2 separate regions of the Mus musculus genome follow, and region 1 is linked to region 2. Evidence: chromatin contacts called from public Micro-C data. All regions are on one chromosome and are shown on one strand. The core of a region is the stretch at or near the end of the contact, and the rest is flanking DNA. Distances in the headings are between cores, read along the strand shown. Region 1 overlaps Pde8a (phosphodiesterase 8A). Region 2 overlaps Alpk3 (alpha-kinase 3).

Region 1 (5,278 bases), core at 560-3,059, 250 kb before region 2:
ATGGAGGCAATCAAGTTGACAAAAACTAACTGGTACAAATACCCAACTCCATATTAAAAACAACAAGAAATTGGTGCTATCACAGAAGGACCCAAAAGACTTAGATCTAAGTGGTCCGACCCTCACAGGTAGAAATGAACATCGCTGGACCCGCCCTGTGCCAGGGCATCCTCCATTTTGTTCTCCACACACCAGCTCCATGGTGTATCATGTAGGATGCACCTGGCTCTGTGTGGCTGTAGCCATTCTTGGCCCCAGACAAATGCTTCAGACACTGACGTATGACCTGAATGGTTTGCCTGCATGTCCTAGGCACAGGGAGTGAAGAAGAAAGGGGAGTCCTTCATGGCGGTGTGGCACGGCAGTGTATCACAGTGTTTGAAGTCTGAGTGCCTGTGGGGCAGGAAGCGGCTCAAGGCAGTGATGGGCAGACATGCTGCTCTGGAAAGAACACAATGGCAGCACTGTGCGAATGCTGTGAGGGACCAGGAGAGAGGAGTGACCTCCCTCCTGGGGCAGGAAAATTAGAAGCTCTGTCTGAGTCAGATGGTTAGCCAGCAGCTGAGGGGCTGAGGGGCGGGGCAGGGCAGGAATGGTCAGGACTCACAGCACAGGTGAGGGGCTTAAAAGAGGCTCAGTGTGCCCTTAGGTCCAAACTGAAACCCCTCTCCTCCACGGGGACAGCCCTGTTCTGTCTCGGTTGGTTTCTCCTTGAGGACTCATAGACTGGCGGAGACTGCAGATTAACCTATCAGCTGCTTCCTCGCCTTCCATGCTGCACGCTGCACGGGTGAGGACCACTCTGGTTATTACGGTGCAGTGAGGGCAGCTGAGGCGGAAGCCCCATCTCTGCCCACTGTTGCTGTTGAATGAGGAACAGGAACGCTAGCTCACCTTTATTTTGTCTCTGGAAAGGAAATACGCCGTGGCGTGAAGCACATCCGCAGCGTGTGTGGAATTGTGGTAGGGGTTAGAAGAGTGGTAGTTGGATTCGATCATCTGAAACCAAGATCTCAGCGTTGTCTCAGAGCACTGTAAGAACTCACACATTCCAAAACGCGCAAACGTTTTCAGACCTAGATAAATCAAAGGCCTACAAAGAAAAATATGCACAATATAAAATAGAGCAAAAACCAGTTACCCGAGTTCTGAAGAGACCCAAAGTACATTCAAGCCACAGTGCAGAGTACCAGGGCAACTGATCTGCACTGCTGCACTGTATTCCATGTGGGCTGGAGGCCACACAACGGTTTCTTTCTGCCTTAGCCTGCTTTAGGCATCTTGATTTGCTGGGGTGAAGTTCCCACCCTGCTTGCATAAGTACAACCTTCAGAACCCTGCCTTTGCCAGACTATACAGGCTACCTGTAATCCTACCCTCACGTGTTACTTCTGATGGCCTACCTAGAGGAAATACCACCAAAGTGTGACATAAACCAGACGCAGACACACTCAGGTGACTAATCACCTCAGCAACTTTATAGTCTAAAGTTTAGACTTTACCTCGAGAAATTGACCAGCTACTAGCAAGCATGCCTTCCTTAGATTTACTGACTTGACTTAGAAGGTTAAGAAATCAGCCCACAGAAGCCATCTCAGAGGTCATCACAGACCTCGACCTGGCCTGCCTTCCACACTTTGGAAGCTGTGATGGCTCGGAATGTAAACCAGGGGCTCAGGGGCTCATTGCTATGGGATGTGCCTGGCCACTGCTAGGCTGTGTGCGTGGGAGTCTCAGTGTAGACAGCTCACCCAGTGGGGTGAGACCGGTGAATCATTCCACAACCTAGCAGAGCCACCCTCCCCAAACTGAACCGCACTCCTGGCTGGCACTGGCTGTGGGTGCCCAGCCCTATGTGCCAAGATCCTGTGGTTAACAGCTTTTACTCAGCAAAACCCAAACTCCCAGTCAGCCACCATAAGCCGATGAACATAACTAGGGTGGAGTCTTTGTGTGGGCCACCAATATGGCAACCAAGATTTGAGGCTAGTTTTATCAAATGTGTAACTAACCATATTGGTTCTAGGTTTGGAGCAGGAGACTCTTTGTTGCTACCTTATATAATACCACATACTAGAGAAATTAGGGACTTGTGTCACAGGAAAACCTGCTATTTAAGGAAGCCATCAGAGCTGGGCAAACTCTGCCTGGGGCCTACTGACTCAACTTGAAGTCCCTCTCCTCCTTCCTCAGCCTCTGTCCCCACCCCAGGAATGGCTCTGCACACACCTCTGCTGCTTGGGCGGGCGGTTCCCTGCACAGGCCTTGGAAACAAGCTCTACCTACCTATTTTGGGTTGCTACTTCCAGCTCAAAAATGTCAAAGTCCCACTGTTCTTCATTTTCTATGGCCAGGGCAATCCGTGGTGGGACATCATGAAGGGAGACGGGGGTGGCCAAATTGTTTGAAAGTGGTGGGAGGTCTGCAAAGTAACAGAATTTGGAAAACGACGACGACGTTAACAGGTTCGTGGCATTTGGTGTTTGGGGTAGGCCGTGCTATATCAGAAATGGCTGCTTTGCTTCTGAGGCTTCACGGCGTACCCAGAGCTTACTGATGAGAGCGAGCATCATCTAATCTGGGCCAGAGTATTATAGCAATGTAAGAGATTAAAAACAGAGAACTTACTTTTTGTTGCAAGAATATACTCATTTCCTGAAAACCTTCGTAAGCCATCCTGGTGAAAATCAAGAAGACAAGAAAAGGCATGGTCACATGGTCTTCCTTCCTGACTGCATAACCCAGATGGACAGCCCCAGAGAGGACAGTCCAGCACAGCCCAGTGCAAGGCTGCCCAGCCCAGCAGGCTGACCACTGTGGCCAACTCCAAATTTAGTCACCTCCTGGGAGCTGCCCTACTGCTGGAGCCCAGGCTCAGGCAGGATGACCAGTGAGCTGACCAACTACTGCCCACCATAGTGACAACCACCCTCTGCCCTCAGGTCACCCCCATTTTCTTCTTCTCCAAACTCAGCTGTCTCAGGAACACTTCTCTCTCACCTTCTGAGTGGACGCCTCCCTCGTCCCTGAGGATGGGACTAACCACTCAGTACCCCATGTGCTCTCGGGGCGCCCTCTCCCCATGAGCTCCAGGACACAGGAATCGGGAGGGAGCAACTTTTATTTCTAAGACGGCAGCAGAACAATGGTAGTTGTCTTCGCTTGTGAGAGTGCTGCTCTGCACTGGCTGAGGTGGTGCCTGGGCTCCTCAAGAATCCCCATGTAGTGACATGTCCCTTTTTTGTTTTTTTGGTTTTTTCGAAACAGGGTTTCTCTGTGTAGCCCTGGCTGTCCTGGAACTCACTCTGTAGACCAGGCTGGCCTCAAACTCAGAAATCCGCCTGCCTCTGCCTCCCAAGTGCTGGGATTAAAGGCGTGTGCCACCACTGCCTGGTGGTAGTGGCACATCCTTAATGCCTTCTTCCTAAACAGTTATCCAAAGGCTAGTGGGGCGCCCTGGCCCTTTTTAAACACATGAAGGCAGGAGCTAGTCTCCACTCTGCAGTGCATCGTGTAGCACTCCGGCAAAGGTGTGTGGTGTTCGTTTGCTTTGTTGGCTCCTTTTTGTGCTGAGGATAGAACTGAAGGATTTGCACCCTACCACCATGGTTTTTCGTCTTCCCAAGACAAGCCAGGTGTGGTAGTGTACACACTTTGTCAGAGACAGGTGGATCTCCATGACTTCAGGCCAGCCTGGTCTACCTAGCAAGTTGCAGCCAGCAAAGGCTACATGGTGAAACCTTGCCTCAAACAAACAAACCAACAGAAAACAACAACAAACGACACTTTAATACAATTGAAATGTCTTGTAAAACCCTATGTGACCCTGGAGAGGGTTATCAGTGGACCGTCTACAACACTGTTGCTTTCTGCTGCTCCAAGCTGAGGATTCCCTGGGAGGTAAGCAGCAGGCAGCCCCATAGTCTAAGTACAGCAGAACACAAACCATGGAGAAGATGTGCTTTACCGAGTCCTACACGGGTGCTCTGCTTGTCTTTTTAAAGCACTGTCCAGACAACCTCAGAGAAAGCAAACAGGAACAGACAGGCTATAGTAGCCTAGGAGATAGACTTACAGACATTAAGCTATAGTAGCCTAGGAGATGGACTTACAGACATTAAGCTATAGTAGCCTAGGAGATGGGCTTACAGACATTAAGCTATAGTAGCCTAGGAGATGGACTTACAGACATTAAGCTATAGTAGCCTAGGAGATGGACTTACAGACATTAAGCTATAGTAGCCTAGGAGATGGGCTTACAGACATTAAGCTATAGTAGCCTAGGAGATGGACTTACAGACATTAAGCCCCCAACGAGGTCTGTGGCATGGGGATCATCCTGAGCATTAAACTGTGGCGAGTACAGCTCAGTGGTTCTCAGAATATCCAGCACTCGGTTCAAGGCTTCCGTCACAGGCACAGGACTGTTTTCCTGGGCAGCATTGATAATATTGATTACCTGCATCGTGGAAATAGAAAACTTGAGTTCTGTAACCTTCGAAACAGAGAGCAATCTAGCGTCAGGCTGATAATAGTCTGTGATTGTGCCACAGACACACGTTAATCTTAGGTACCCATCTGTCTCTGTCACCCATCCTTTCTCCAGACGAGACAACATTATACAACTGAAAGAGCATTCTCATTGTTGCTTTTCTGTCAGAGAAACAATTTTTCTGGGGGTCCAGGGGCCTGCATACTCAGTGAAGACCGACCTTGGTGATGGGTGCCTCAATCATCATAGAATGTATCCGGGCCAAAGAGGAATGTCTTCTCTGACTGGAAACTGTGGAGAAAGAGGTGAAAAATCAGGGTGTGCCCAACCTTGGGCATACGTCTAGCTTCCCGGGTGTCAGTGCGCTCAGCTGCATACAGAGGCATAGGTAGGAGTAATGGCACCCTGGCAGAGCTTCCCCTTCTGTCCTCCCTCTGCTTCCTTCACTTCTAGGATGCACATATGATGCTCTGGAAGACAGCTCCATACCATATAAGGCACTGGATTAAGCCTTATCAATTCATCTCTGGTTCAAATGCCCAAGGATCTCTCTACTGCTTCCTTATGGTGTTTAATCTAGGCTAATCAGGCAGCAACACCACAGGCAGGCTCTCGTGGTCATGGTCAGGCATGGCTGCTCTGCGATGAGGGAAGCCTGGATAATGCGCACCAGGAAAAGTATGTTCCCAGAGTCCCGCGTGTCTATGGACACCCCACTGTTAAGGTTCCAAAATGTTGAGAAGGATTAGAGACTGTCCAGAAATATGGCGCCTCAGCCTCAACTTG
Region 2 (5,575 bases), core at 2,509-5,008:
GGTTTTTCCTCTTCCTGGGACCTGCCTGCCCGGGTGGTCTCCATGAACATGTCCTTCAGGGAGAAATACACCTGCTCTGAGCTGCGGCTTGGAACAGGGGTGGGTGCAGGGACTGGGACAGGGGCCGGGGCCAGGGCTGGGGCGGGGACCGGGGCAGGGGCGGGGGCGGGGACATCCTGGACCTTGTCTTGAATGCCCAGGACAGAGGCTGTCTTCCTGGTGCTTTCTATCCCAGGCCCCCGTGCTACCCGGCCTCTGGGCTGGGTCTGAGCTGGCTGTGTATCCGTGGACTTCTCCCTTCTACTGGAGTTGGGTTTGTCTGTACTGGGGACGACGTTTTCTGAAGAGCACTGGCTCCCTTCTGCCTTTTCTAACTCCAGCTTCTGCTCTCCTGGTTTAGATTCCTCATCCTTCCTTTTCTTCTTAGCCCCAGACTCCTTTGGAGGGCTGTTCTGAGGCCCCAGTTCCATGACCTCGCAGATGTATGTCAGCAAGCCACGCTCTTCGTCTTCCCCGTTCTCTGGAGCAGGCTCCCCATTGGTGGGCGCCTCTCCAGGAGCAAAACTGTTGATCAAACCCAACCCCGGGTGCTGAGCAGACTCAGTCTCTCCTTCCTGCCAAGCCGCTGAGGAGCCTTCCTCCATTTCCCTGACTGGCGTGGAGAGGACAGCCTCTTCGACTCCACTCAGTCGGCGCTTTCTTTGGAAGCGGTCGGGGCTGATCTTGCGAAGAAGCGTGTCAGCCTCCCCTGAAGCCTCTTTTCCATGCTTCCAGCTCTGCTCAATCTCCCTCATCTTGGCTGCAGCCTTGCGCTTCAACTTGGCGAACCAGCGCTGGTGAATCTTGTACTCCGTCATAGTGCCCACCTCTAGGACCCCTGAGCAGGACACGATGCCCTTGGTGTTCCGGGCAGAGGCTTGGTAGATGGCAGCATCTTCTTCCTGACACCTAGAGGTAGGAGCATGAGGCGCCATCTCTCCCCGCTCCTCCCCACAGCCAGAGTCTCTGGCATTGACCACCGGCTCCCTCCCAATCCAAGTCGTGCCCTACTTTAGGCGTCATGAATTTCCTCAGCTACAACGGAGGAAACTGAGGCCACAAGAGGACAGCTGACCAAGGTCATGCTGTCCCAGGAGGGATTAGACTCGGGGCCCAGAAGAGCTCCCTTCAGAAGCAGGTGACCAACACAGCCCTGAGAGTAGTAATGACGGCACTGTTGCTTTTCCTGGCTGCTGACCTCATGGAAAAGGTTTCTGAGGGTCAGGGCCTCCTCTGGTTGCACTCACTTGTGGCTGTCAGAAGCACGTCTGCCCTGGCCTGGGGAGATCCCAGACACTGGCAGAAAGCACAGTTCACCAGGTAGATCAACTCAGTAGTAGAGCCCTGCCCTCTAACTCCAGAGAGTGCCTGGGCGTTTCCACCCAGCTGACTCCAGGTCTGATGGCAGGATCCAGCGCAGGGCCCTCGGGAGGGCAGAGAGCCATGCCGGCCCCTCTCCCTCACCTGTACAGCTGCAGGGTGTGACGGTTGCCTTGATGAGTGATCTCGTATTTTGGCAAGCCACAGTAACGGTCCAGTTCTATGTCATCCTTGTACCAGGTCACCTCTGGCTCTGGGTATCCTGACAAGGAAGCAAGAGATTGAATAATAGTAGGTGAGATCCAAAGTAGTGGGAGGAGACGCAGAGGCAAGGGCTTCGAGCTGTCTGAAGAGACTGGACGGTTCCAGTGCCCCGGGCCCTCCGGAGGCACTGTCCCTGTCACTCAGCTCAGCTTCAGAAAGTAGGATCTGTCAAAGCAGAAAGCATTCTCCCCTCTGACTGAAAGGATGAGAACTAGGGGGAAGAGACTTCTTAGCTTTCAACTAGAAGAGAGATCTTTTATTTATTCACTTATTTGTTTATTTATTCATTTATTGGTCTCTTTGAAACTGGGTTTCTCTGTGTAGCCCTGGCTATCCTGGAACTCACTCTGTAGACCAGGCTGGCTTCAAATTCACAGGGATCCACCTGCCTCTGCCTCCAGAGTGCTGAGATTAAAGGCACATGACACCATCACTTGGCTTATTATTATTATTATTAAGACAGGGTCTTTCTATATAGGCCTTGCTGTCCTGGAACCATGTAGACTAGGCTGGCCTTGAACTCACAGAGCCCTGCCTGCCTCTGCCTCTGAGTGCTGGGATAGAGATGTGCGCCACTGCACCTGAGCCTGCAGAAGCCGTCTGTGGAGCTTTTTATGCCTTGTCTTCCATCTCTACTCCTGTTTCCTCTGCTACACTTGAACTGTCCGTCGAAGTCAACTGTGACGTGCACATTGCTAAATCGCTCGTTGATCCTTAGGCCTGACTGCCTACTTCCTAGACTGGCTTTAGCTGCTCAAGGAGCAGCAAGGACCCCCTGCTGTTGCAACCTCTAGTCCAGCCCTCTCCTCTCAACTCCAGACTGTACATTGACTTCATATCTGCACTTGACGGCCTAGCAGGCCACAGGTGTGACCCATCCGACTCCTTATCCGTATCCCAAGCCTATTCACACACAGCTCAGTAAGGGGACAACCCATCCCCCAGTGTGGCTCAGGCCACAGCCCCGAGTCCTCCTTTTTCCTTTCTTCTCACACTCACCCTGTCAGATAGTCCTACAGGCTCACCCTTGGGAGCAGACCCAGGATCTGACCATTTCCTGTCACATCCTAGTCCCCACCACTTTCATGCCCCACTTGGGTCCCAGGGAGACCTTCCTTGATGGCCTCGCTGCCCCTGTCGTGGCCTCTCTTCAATTGGAAACGCCACAAGCAGAGTGTGACTTCAGATCCATCTACTCTCAGCCACACTCAGAGCACCCCAGGAGCCCCACCTCACACAGGCACACACAGTCTGCACCCTGTCGCTGTGGCAGTGACCTGATCTCATCTCCCTCTCCCATTTGTGAGCCGCACCCCCGCCTCAGTCTTGCTGGCTCACACTAACAGCCCAGGAGGCCACATCCTGCGCCACTCTGCTTCCTGTCTAACTCCTCACAGAGGCCTTCCAACAGCCTGTGCGAGCCTGTGGCTCTCTCCCCTCAGCCTTGCTGTCCTCCCTCGTCTTGCATCTTTCTTCCTAGAGCACACTGCCATGAGACACACTGAGCTTGTTAATTTGTGTGTGTCCTGTCTGTCACAGTGTGCCCATCACAGAATATCGAATATTGGCTTCGTGACAGCGGGGACTTATCTGTGTTCGTCAATGCTGCATCCCCAGTTCCTAGAATAGTGCCTGGTAATGCAATCCACAATAAGTAAATATTTACCAATGAATACATCAACTGTATGGAGAACTATGGTCCAGAGAAAGAAGCGAGCTCCTTGGCTGGGGATTTGGTCTTGGATCAAGTAATACTGAAGGCATGGGTGCATACCCCCAGTCACCAGCCCCTCCCCTTCCCGCCACTAATCACACCTTAGCTTAGCTCCTTGGCCATCTCTCCTACTAGACCCAAGACTCAAGTGGGCAGGAGCCATCCTGTGTTCACTACCGTATCTCTATCGCCTGCACCAGTGCCTGCATAGCGGTTCCTCCATAACCCCCTGTCAGAGGAGCAAGCAAAGGAGTAAGGAACAGGAAACAAACCCACGGGAGCCCCATCCGAGGCATATGAGGAAGGGCAAAGGGCAAGCAAGGGAAGTCGAACATCAGCGGGGAGCAGGGGAGGCAGGGCTACAGCCGGCTGGGCCAGGAACAAACTGGGCTGTGCTGGCTGTAAACTGAGCCCTGTGTTTCCACTGTGCGCTAAAGCCCTGGGTTACATCACTGTGCGTGTGGCTAGGGCAAGCACAGGTGCTCTCACCATCTTGTGGGATGATCTCACCCACCAGGGCCTTGGAGTCTTCTGCCTCATGACCTGCCCGGGAGGGACATCCTCAGCCTGCAGTCCAAGAGAGGCTGGAGTGGGGCAAAGGCCTGGGACAAGGAGGGGAACAGGGAGTGGCCTACACAGCTGAGCCTGAGCCACAGGAACACCCCATAATTCTGCCAATAATGGGGATCAGGGCTTCATAGCAAGAGTGGCTTTGAAGCTGGGCGGTGGTGGTGCACGCCTTTAATTCCAGCACTTGGGAGGCAGAGGCAGGCTGATTTCTGAGTTCAAGGACAGCCTGGTCTACAAAGTGAGTTCCAGGACAGCCAGGGCTGCACAGAGAAACCCTGTCTTGAAAAACAAAACAAAACAAAACAAAACAAAACAAAACAAAACAAATGGCTTTGAAAACAAGATTATTTGTAACGTGCTGGTTACTTCCTGGGTGATGGTTACTATGTTATATAAATACACAAAAGCTCAAGAGGATTATGTCCTTAACTCAGCTCCACACATACTTCCATGCATGGTACACATATGCAAACACACACGCAAACAGAGGGAGAGGGAGAGGGAGAGGGAGAGGGAGAGGGAGAGGGAGAGGGAGAGGGAGAGGGAGAGGGAGAGGGAGAGGGAGAGGGAGAGGGAAAGGGAGGGAGAGGGAGGGAGGGAGGGAGGGGAAAAGAGAGAGAGAGAGAGAGAATGAACTCTGGGAGAGTTCAAAATAGAACCTGAGCCTGTAGCTTTCCCCTGCCCCTTCACAGCCTATGGTCTGCTGCACAGCTAGCAGGCTCACCTAGGGAACCCAACTTGGACACCCACTGTCTTTTCCAGTCACTCCTAATTTAAAGAAACTCAGAGTCAGACAAATAGGAGTTTAGAGTTTTAAGAGAACTAACTGTCAGATATGGAATTTTCCCTGGTTCCTCTGAACTCAAATTGCTCACATTTATTGAGGAAGACTTAACTGTGTGCCAGAAGCCAAGAGACAGTCCTCACGCATGTCCCATCTACTCTCAGATCAGAATGCTCCTAAGGATGTAGTCACAATCCCCAGTACAAGACATCGAGACCCACACCCAAGGTTTAGAGCTCTTGCTGCACTTGCAGAAGCCTGGAGTTCAGTTCCCAGACCCCACGCAGTCCTGCAAAACCACCTGAAACTCCAGTTCCAGAGACTCTGGCGCCCTCTTCAGGCCTCCTAGGGCGCTGCTACACACATGCTATACATAATATTCTGGAGCATACATGCATTAAAACAGTTAAAGGCTTTTTTAAGTAAGGGAAATGAAAAGGAAATTAAGGCTCATGAGTTAAGACTTCTACAAAAGTCACCAGTGAGGAAGCAGAAGGGCCCAGACTCCAATCCCTCTCTGCTATGCAGTGAGCGCTGTGATTCCTGCTTCACACAGGAGAAAAGCAAGCCCCACCGGAGCTAAGGGAATTACTACCCAGGGCTACATGGCTGTCAAATGACATAGAAACTTCCCTTCTCTAGCATTCTTCCCAATGAGGACTCTAGGGCCAGTGTATAACATTTTGCACCTAAAAGTCCTCATATTAGACTTATTTGCCCAAAATAGGATTCTTTCTCTTTTCTTTCTTTCTTTCATTCAATAAATGTGGTTCTTATCACAGATTAGGTCCCTGGCTTCAACCTACCTACCTCTGATGTTTTCTTCTTCTGCCTTAGCATGTGAATAAGCACATACGTGCACATACACACCCCAATACAGAATG

The links. Hi-C and Micro-C count contacts between places; a contact is called where the count stands out from the background.
Region 1: a contact with region 2 is called in a Micro-C map of muscle stem cells, with 2.7 times the contacts expected there. The contact joins two enhancer-like sites. A contact is called at or near these places in 1 of 39 promoter capture datasets (embryonic stem cells), 25 of 484 Hi-C or Micro-C datasets (bone marrow-derived macrophages, embryonic stem cells, large pre-B cells and 3 more), 8 of 115 datasets of contacts at active chromatin or transcription factors (CD8 T cells, DN3 thymocytes and embryonic stem cells) and 1 of 9 other capture datasets (embryonic stem cells).

The regions. Positions count from the first base shown.
Region 1 is chr7:81,316,467-81,321,744 of GRCm38.p6, reverse strand. It overlaps Pde8a (phosphodiesterase 8A), which reads right to left. Exons shown (of 22, transcript NM_008803.3): 13 at 4,713-4,783; 14 at 4,298-4,459; 15 at 2,629-2,677; 16 at 2,287-2,422; 17 at 895-1,093. Among named protein-coding and RNA genes, the nearest start is that of Rps17, 26 kb to the left of the region's middle. Within about 2 kb of position 1,809, at least 70 of the 459 cell types and tissues checked have an H3K27ac peak or open chromatin away from gene starts, as enhancers often do. A contact at or near this core is called in bone marrow-derived macrophages, muscle stem cells and pre-megakaryocyte-erythroid progenitors, where this site is marked.
Region 2 is chr7:81,072,919-81,078,493 of GRCm38.p6, reverse strand. Alpk3 (alpha-kinase 3) reads right to left here. Exons shown (of 14, transcript NM_054085.2): 4 at 1,504-1,621; 5 at 1-948. Among named protein-coding and RNA genes, the nearest start is that of Alpk3, 18 kb to the right of the region's middle. Within about 2 kb of position 3,758, at least 102 of the 459 cell types and tissues checked have an H3K27ac peak or open chromatin away from gene starts, as enhancers often do. A contact at or near this core is called in bone marrow-derived macrophages, muscle stem cells and pre-megakaryocyte-erythroid progenitors, where this site is marked.